Regions from separate parts of the Canis lupus genome. Here region 1 is linked to region 2. A link is a contact called in public Hi-C data. All regions are on one chromosome and are shown on one strand. The core of a region is the stretch at or near the end of the contact, and the rest is flanking DNA. Distances in the headings are between cores, read along the strand shown.

Evidence for each region. Hi-C and Micro-C count contacts between places; a contact is called where the count stands out from the background.
Region 1: a Hi-C map of skin fibroblasts shows a contact between it and region 2, with 2.2 times the contacts expected there. The contact joins the enhancer-like site here to the promoter of TIMP3 in region 2. A contact is called at or near these places in 4 of 9 Hi-C or Micro-C datasets (amygdala, blood, liver and 1 more).

The regions. Positions count from the first base shown.
Region 1 is chr10:31,855,986-31,859,287 of UU_Cfam_GSD_1.0, reverse strand. The region is part of intron 7 of SYN3 (synapsin-3); the gene reads right to left. Among named protein-coding and RNA genes, the nearest start is that of TIMP3, 120 kb to the right of the region's middle. Within about 2 kb of position 1,542, at least 3 of the 20 cell types and tissues checked have an H3K27ac peak or open chromatin away from gene starts, as enhancers often do.
Region 2 is chr10:31,737,651-31,741,426 of UU_Cfam_GSD_1.0, reverse strand. TIMP3 (TIMP metallopeptidase inhibitor 3) reads left to right here and starts at 2,455. Exons shown (of 5, transcript NM_001284439.1): 1 at 2,455-2,580. The coding sequence starts at 2,460. The region is part of intron 7 of SYN3 (synapsin-3); the gene reads right to left.

The DNA.
Region 1 (3,302 bases), core at 293-2,792, 120 kb before region 2:
GACCTTGGGCAAATCATTGTACCTTTCTGTGCTGCACCCAAGAAAGAGGAGGTTCTAGTAGACAATAGAGACAAGGTCTCTATTCTCCTCCAGCAAACAATGTTTGCTGTTTCTAGAGCTTTACTTTCAAGAGTCTGATTTCACGGATTTATTCAACATATTTTTGTAGGTCCAGGCACTGTGCTAGGTGCTAGGGACACAGTGGTACAAGGCACTATTATTCTGGCTGATTGTTTATAGTGAGTGATTCCATCTAACATCCATGCGCTGAGCACCTATTACTTTCCTATCTTCTGGTAGAGGCTATGAGAGGCATAGAGAAGATTAAGATATGGTGCCTGCTCTAAAGAAGCTTTTTATCTAAAACCGCCTCTTTAAGGAGAGACCAGCTAGCTAAACGTGGACAAAGGGACTTCTTAAAAGGTGTTGCTTTTACCCTTCATCTGTAACTACAATCAGAGGCATTGCTTTCAGGTCGACCCATCTCTGATAAGTGCCCCAGGAGCATAGAGTTGTAAAATGAACATGGCTCAGCCTGCCCACAAGATGGCGGCATTCTAGTATATTCCCGAACGGCTAAGGTCATTGGAAACAGTGTCCTCTGTTGGCATGGAGGAGAGACCACTTCATCTCATAAGGGCTGAGAGTAGGTCTTATCTCCAGTGTTCAGTGAAGGTACTGACCTTCTGGAAAGTCCTGGGGGGATGAAAAGCACTACTGGCTAGACAAAGGGAAATGGCACAAAAATGTTGCCTTATTCAATTCAACAAATATTTCTGGATGCCTTCCCTGAGCTCCCCCATTTCCAAGTTTGTGTTTGATGATCTCCTCTGTACCCTTCCACCAGAGCACCTGCCATATTGAATTTGCATTGTTGATTCATCAGTCTTTCTCTTTTATCCAGTTAAAACCATGTCAGTTTCCTCTCAGAATCCCTGATGCCCACACAGAATCTGGCTCAGAGTGAGCACAATTTTTTTGTTGAATGAACGATGTTTATCCTAAGCAAGAATTTAATACAGACTCTCACTTGAATATCATTACTCAGGTGAGGCCATCTTGGACTGTTAATATCCTTGTCCTTCACAATGGAAATGAAAAAGATGGGAGATCAAGAGATGCAGTCTAAAATACCCTAATTGGGTTGTGAAGGAATGGTCAAAATCAACTTTATGTCTGCCTCTACCCAAAAGAGATCAGCCTTGTTCACATACCCAGAGAATCAAGGTGGAGAAGATGGAAAATCCAGATCTGGCTGAGTCTGGTGCCCACTGCAGGAAACTGTGGCCTTTAATCTGGGTTTTTACTTCATTTCCATCTCACTCGAGAGGGAGGCATGAGTTTTAGTGCTGTAAGAGGGTCTATCAGTCGGAATAGCAAGTTCAACCTGTTCCTCTGCCATCTTCCATTGAGGCCCCCTGTCCTGCCACCTGGCACCTCTACCTCTGTTGCTAGAGTTATAGCAAAGAAGAAAGCAGTCAGAGGCACTCTGAAGGGCCCAACCTCCTTGCATTCCAGCCCTGGCCAAAGCCAGGGGAACAAGTGGAGAGCCCCTCTTGGAGGAAGTGATTCAGAAACCGCGATGGCCTGGCGGCCCGCCGTGACTCACAGCACATCAATGGGGGAATTGTCTGTGGAGGCTGAGAATACCAAAGCTCTTTTCTTTCCTTCCTTTCTCTCTTTTCTTTTTTTTCCTTTTCTTTTTTGCCCTCCCCTTGGCGGCACTGCGCAACACCAGGTCTGCCCAGAAACATGTGTTTCTCATCATTGGCTCCAATAGCTGCCTTGGAGGACCGGGGAGCAAACAAGACCGAGAAGAAACAAGCCCCATGGGGCAGCTGCAGCAGTTAAAGGGGGCCCTTCTCTTTCCCTGCACCTGAGTCCTATTTCACCTTCCCCATCAACACTGGCATCCCCAAAGAGCATCTGGAATGGAGGAGAATAGAATTTTGGATACGGGAGAAAACCTAGGAGTATGTCTCTTCCAATACCTTTGTCTACAGGCAAGGAAACTGATGCCTCAAGAAGGGAAGTAAGTGGCTTGCCAAATACTGCACAGCCAAATTACAGCTGACGTCTTGCTGCAGTGACTGCATTTTCCTGTACCCCAAATCAGGAAATGTAGTTGACAAAGGATGAATTTCTTTTTCAGGAATAGTGAAAAGTGTGAAGTTGTACTAAATTTCATTATAAATCTATCAATTGTCTCTTTCTCCTTATCTACCAGTCTCAGGAAACTGGTCTGCACAAGGTCATTTGTGAGGTCATTTGCAAAACCTACAGGCCGCTTTGCAGTCCTGCAGTTCTGACTGGCTGCCTCTGTAGCATGTGTGGCATTGGTGCCCACTGGCTTGCAGGCTGCACCCCTCTGTTTTGCCTCCCTACCTCTCTAGCTTCTCCTTGTTGGCATTCTTTGCTTCCGATCTGGCTCTGAAATGTCCAAGCACTAGAGGGTTCTGTCCTAGGCCCATATCCATATTCATGCTTTCTTTCAGTGCCTAAAAACTATTGATGACTCCCAGATCTTTGCTACAGCTGTTCATCTTTCCTGGGCTCCAAATATATATGTACAGCTGCCTTCTCAGAACCTTCTTTGGATGCCCCAAACTAAACTCACCATTTTCCTCCAAAGCTGACTGACTGCTTTGACTTTAGTGCCACACAACATTGGGAAGAGGATAGCTAATATTTCAAAACATGTGCTTTGGAATCTCATAGACCTGGGCTCAACTCTCAGATATGCCACTTAACTAGCACGGGGCCTTGACCGAGTTACTTAACCTCCAATTTCCCCATCTGTAAAATGGGGATAATAGAAATACCACCTTCATAAGATTATCATTAAGAGGGAATGAGTTAATTCAACAGCATTAGCACAATGCCTGGTACATAGTAAATACTCAATACATGTGAGCTGTTATTTTTATTTTGCATCTCAGCACCCTCCCCACTTGAGCCACACTGAATTCTTACCATTTCTTAAAGACAAAAGGCTCTTATATTACTCTAGGCCATTCTCCTCATTTAGGATGCTATGCATACTCTTCTCTGAGGCAAACTCCTACTCATCCATCAGACTGAGTCCAACTGTAATTGCCCTTATAAGAAATTAGCAGCTCATTCTTTTGTTCTTATAGAGAACTTTGTTCCCCTGTCATAGCATTTATTACACAGTGTCCTAATTACCTCTCTTTCCAGCCTCATCTCTCTCTGCCTCTTCCATCACATTTGGCTCCAAAGGTATAGAGTGCCCAAGGTAGACATATTCTTGCATATCGTGAGGCCTTCCCATGTGCTGCTTG
Region 2 (3,776 bases), core at 1,206-3,705:
AGAGAAGAGAGGGCCTTTATCACATAAGTTGCTTATTCAAAGCGGACTTGGTCTGGAAAGGCTTATAAAACCTTCCACATGACTGGCACCATGCAAGGATAAGCAAAACTCTCAAATCCCACCAAGTATGCCCTCATTCAACCTGGGTCCCTAGAGTGTGTCTGTTGCTTCAGACTCTCTGGGCAGTTGGCCATAGCCACACCTAAGTCTCTTGGGACCCCATTTTATACTCAGAGGGCCAAAAAAGCAATGTGGCTAAGTATCTCAGATCTTAAAGTATTTCTAGTGTGGTTGGGGAAATGATACAATTATATTCTATGAAACAGTGAGCTAAGTGCTGAAGTAAACATTGAGAGAAGGAAAGAACTATCTGGGCCAGGCTATAGAGTTAAGGTGGAAAGGGGCTTAGAAGTTAGGAAGGGGACAGGGCAGGAGAATATGGAAACTTGATTCCTTCCTTATAGCTACAATTCTTCAGGAGCAGGGGCAAAGGAGTTTAAAAAATGTTCCTGGAAATACCATTTTTAATGAAATGCTCTGCTTCTGCCATCCCAGTGCCACTTATCCGAGGTGTAAAGAGAGTTTCTGAGAAAGAAGTTGAACTTGCATTTCTGAGAAGTATTCCCAGTCCTCACTTTGTTCCAAACATTTGGCATTTCTATATCCAAAACATGCAAGGACCTTCCTAAACAGAATGAGTTAGGAGAGAAAGGGAGAGAGACACAAGAATAGAAAGACAGAAGTCTCCAGCTGCAAAAGGGCATCTGCACGGTGATAGCTAATTACTGCTTTAGTCCAGATAAATAAAATCGTTCTTCAGGTGCAAATGAGTGAATGGAGCTCCTGGCTGCTTGCCAAGTCATGTCACTATTCTGTGCCAGTTTCCTCATCTAGAAAGTGTGAATAGTACTTTGTGTTTTTCCTATCTAAAAAAAAAAAAAAAAAAAAAAAAATTGTGAGATATAATGAAATGTGGCATGGAAACTATAAGGCAGAATCAAGATGTTCCTTAATAATAAGGATAGTCATAGTATTAGTTATTAGCAATCATCCATTATGGCTAGTAGGCTAAGATCCTGGATAGTTCTCCAGAATCCAGTGTAAGTTACCCCAGTTTTGGATCAATTCACCCCCAATTCCTTGCTGAAGGATGGAGATTTGTCTGGCCTTGGTGGGGTTACTATTTTCTCCTGCCCTTTCTACTCATTGTTTTTCAAATAAGCTCAGAGCCTTTGCACTTGCTGTTCTCCCTAACTGGCATTTTCTCCTCCCAGATTTCCATAGGGCTTCCTCCTGCTCCTTCTCCTTGCTCACCTCTCAGCCAGACTGTCACCTCCTCAGATATACCTTCTCTCACTATTCCATAGAAAGCAGTCCCCCCACCATCATCCAGTAATTTCTAACCCATTACTAAGTTTTGTTTCTTCATGGTACTATCATCATAGAAAATCACCTGGCATATTGGTGAATTCACTGATGCACTGCTTGCGACTTTCATGGAAGCAAGGACTTTGTTTTGCTCATTCCAACATTCAGAACAGTGTTTGTTGAGTGACTTCACAGTTTACTCTGGGCAAGTGGGGTGGGGGTGGGGGTGCTGCGCAACAGTCCCTAAAGCCAGCTCCAAAGGGCAGATGGCTCCCTCACATCCAGGAAAGTCGGAGGGTAGGTGTGTGGGTCGTCAGCTGGTCCTCTCGCCTCTGACCCTGCTCTCTCCAGAGAAGCCGGAGAGTTAGCCTTTGTCCTTCGCCCTTCCACCAGGCGCGGTCAGGGTCGCCAGGGCCGCCTGTGACCCGAGGACGAGTTGGTGCTGTGGTGGGTGGTTTGGGTCAGAAGCGCTCAGAGAGCAAGCAGGGTGGGTGGGTGTGTGGTCAGAGCACTGGCAAGGTCGGGCCCGGGGACCCGCTCCGGGGGCCACCTGGCAAGCTTAGGTCCGAGGCGCGTTCCGGTTCACCCACTCCCGTGCCCACAGCCGTATTATTCCCTATAAGGATCTGAACGGTCCGGGGCCGCCCCGCCCCGTCGGCCCGCGCCCCCGGCCCCGCCCCTTTGGAGGGCCGATGAGGTAATGCGGCTCTGCCATTGGTCGCAGGGGGCGGGCCCCGAGTGCCCGAGAGGAGTTGCCCGGGGGGGACCCGCACTATATCACTCGGCCGCCGGGCAGCGGCGCAGAGCGGGCAGCGGGCGGGCGCTCAGACGGCTTCTCTTCCTCCTGCTGCTCCTGCTCCGCCCCGGCTCCCGCTCCTTCCCCGGGAGAGACCGCCGGCCCGCAGAGTCGTGCGCCAGCGCCGAGACAGCCTCGCTGCACCCCTCCCTCCCCACTGGGCACCCCGAGGGCAGCGCGCCGAAGCCAAAGTTGCCCCGCAAGGCCGGGCAGGCGAGCTCGGGCTGCAGCGGCCCCTCCAGCGGCGCGCACAACTTTGGAGAGGCGAGCAGCAGCCTCAGCAGCCACAGCGGCAATGACTCCCTGGCTCGGGCTAGTGGTGCTTCTGGGCAGCTGGAGCCTGGGGCACTGGGGCGCCGAGGCGTGCACATGCTCGCCCAGCCACCCCCAGGACGCCTTCTGCAACTCTGACATCGGTAAGCGCTCCGGGTGTCCCCACCAGAGCCCCTGCGGTGCCCGCTTTTGCGGTGCCCGGTCTTGCGCTGCAGCCCGGACTGGGGTGCAGCTCCTGGAGGGCGTAGCGAGTCCCGTTTCTTTTTTCTGACTGAGCTTGGGATGGGGGCAGGGGGTCGAAACTCAGTTTCTTCAGTCAGAGGGTCTGGCATAGATGAAGGGGCAGATGCCCTGCAGAGAAAACCTACAGTGGTAAGTGAACCCCTTGCAACCTTTGCTCTCATTTTAGGGCGTGAGGCCCCTATTGGTCCTTTTGACATCTGGAAAATTTCCCTTTTCACTCTCAAGAGAGAAGGGCTGGGGGAGAAGGGTGGGAGGGCTTTCCTAAAACTTGGAATGCCAACTAACTGAAGTACTGAGTTGTTCAATAGTTTAAAAAAAGTTGCCAGCCATGTGCACAAAGTTGCAGGAGAATCTTGAAGTTTTCTGAGTTTGCATTTTCTCCTGCACCCGTTTAGTTTATTCTTTTCATTGACACCCAACCCAGCCTCCTACTTCCCAGGCAAAGGCTAAATGAGCTTCTTAGACTGCCAAGTTTGAGTGGATTTAAGGGAAAAATGAGAAGAAAGCTGTGGGTTGACCCTTTCCCGGAGGAACTGTATTTGAGAGTGTTGATAGCAAGCAGGAGGTGGCGTGTGTGAGGGATCACTTATCACATAGCTGTGAGAATTCACAGGAAGGTTATTTTTTTTTCTTTTTTTTTTGCTTGAATGCATGTGGGGAGGGGGAGAATGAGCAGTGGAAAACAGATTTGTCACCAAAAGAACAAAGATGCCAACGATCACATCATGGTGACAATTCCAAACTGGACTTTGTGTCTTGATTAGAGACTCAGTAAGAAGTAGAACCAGTTTTAATCCAGGGCCTCACAAGTGTCCTGGGAGAACTTGTTGGGGAGTGTTTGGGACACTTGTGTTTGGATGGCCAGAGGTGGAGTAGCAGCTGGAAAACATCTCTTCTCTCCTTTCCAGCTCATAAAGCATGCAAGTCCAGTGGCCCCTGCTGCGGGGTGTGTGTGTGTGTGTGTGTGTGTGTGTGTATGTGTATGTGTGGTGTGTGTGTGTGTGTGTGTGTGTGTACTCGGGCTGGGGTGGGGTGGGGCACAGTCTAGCTGCCCTCTTCTGCCTGTGTCGATTCAGAGGTGAAGAATGGAGCGTGT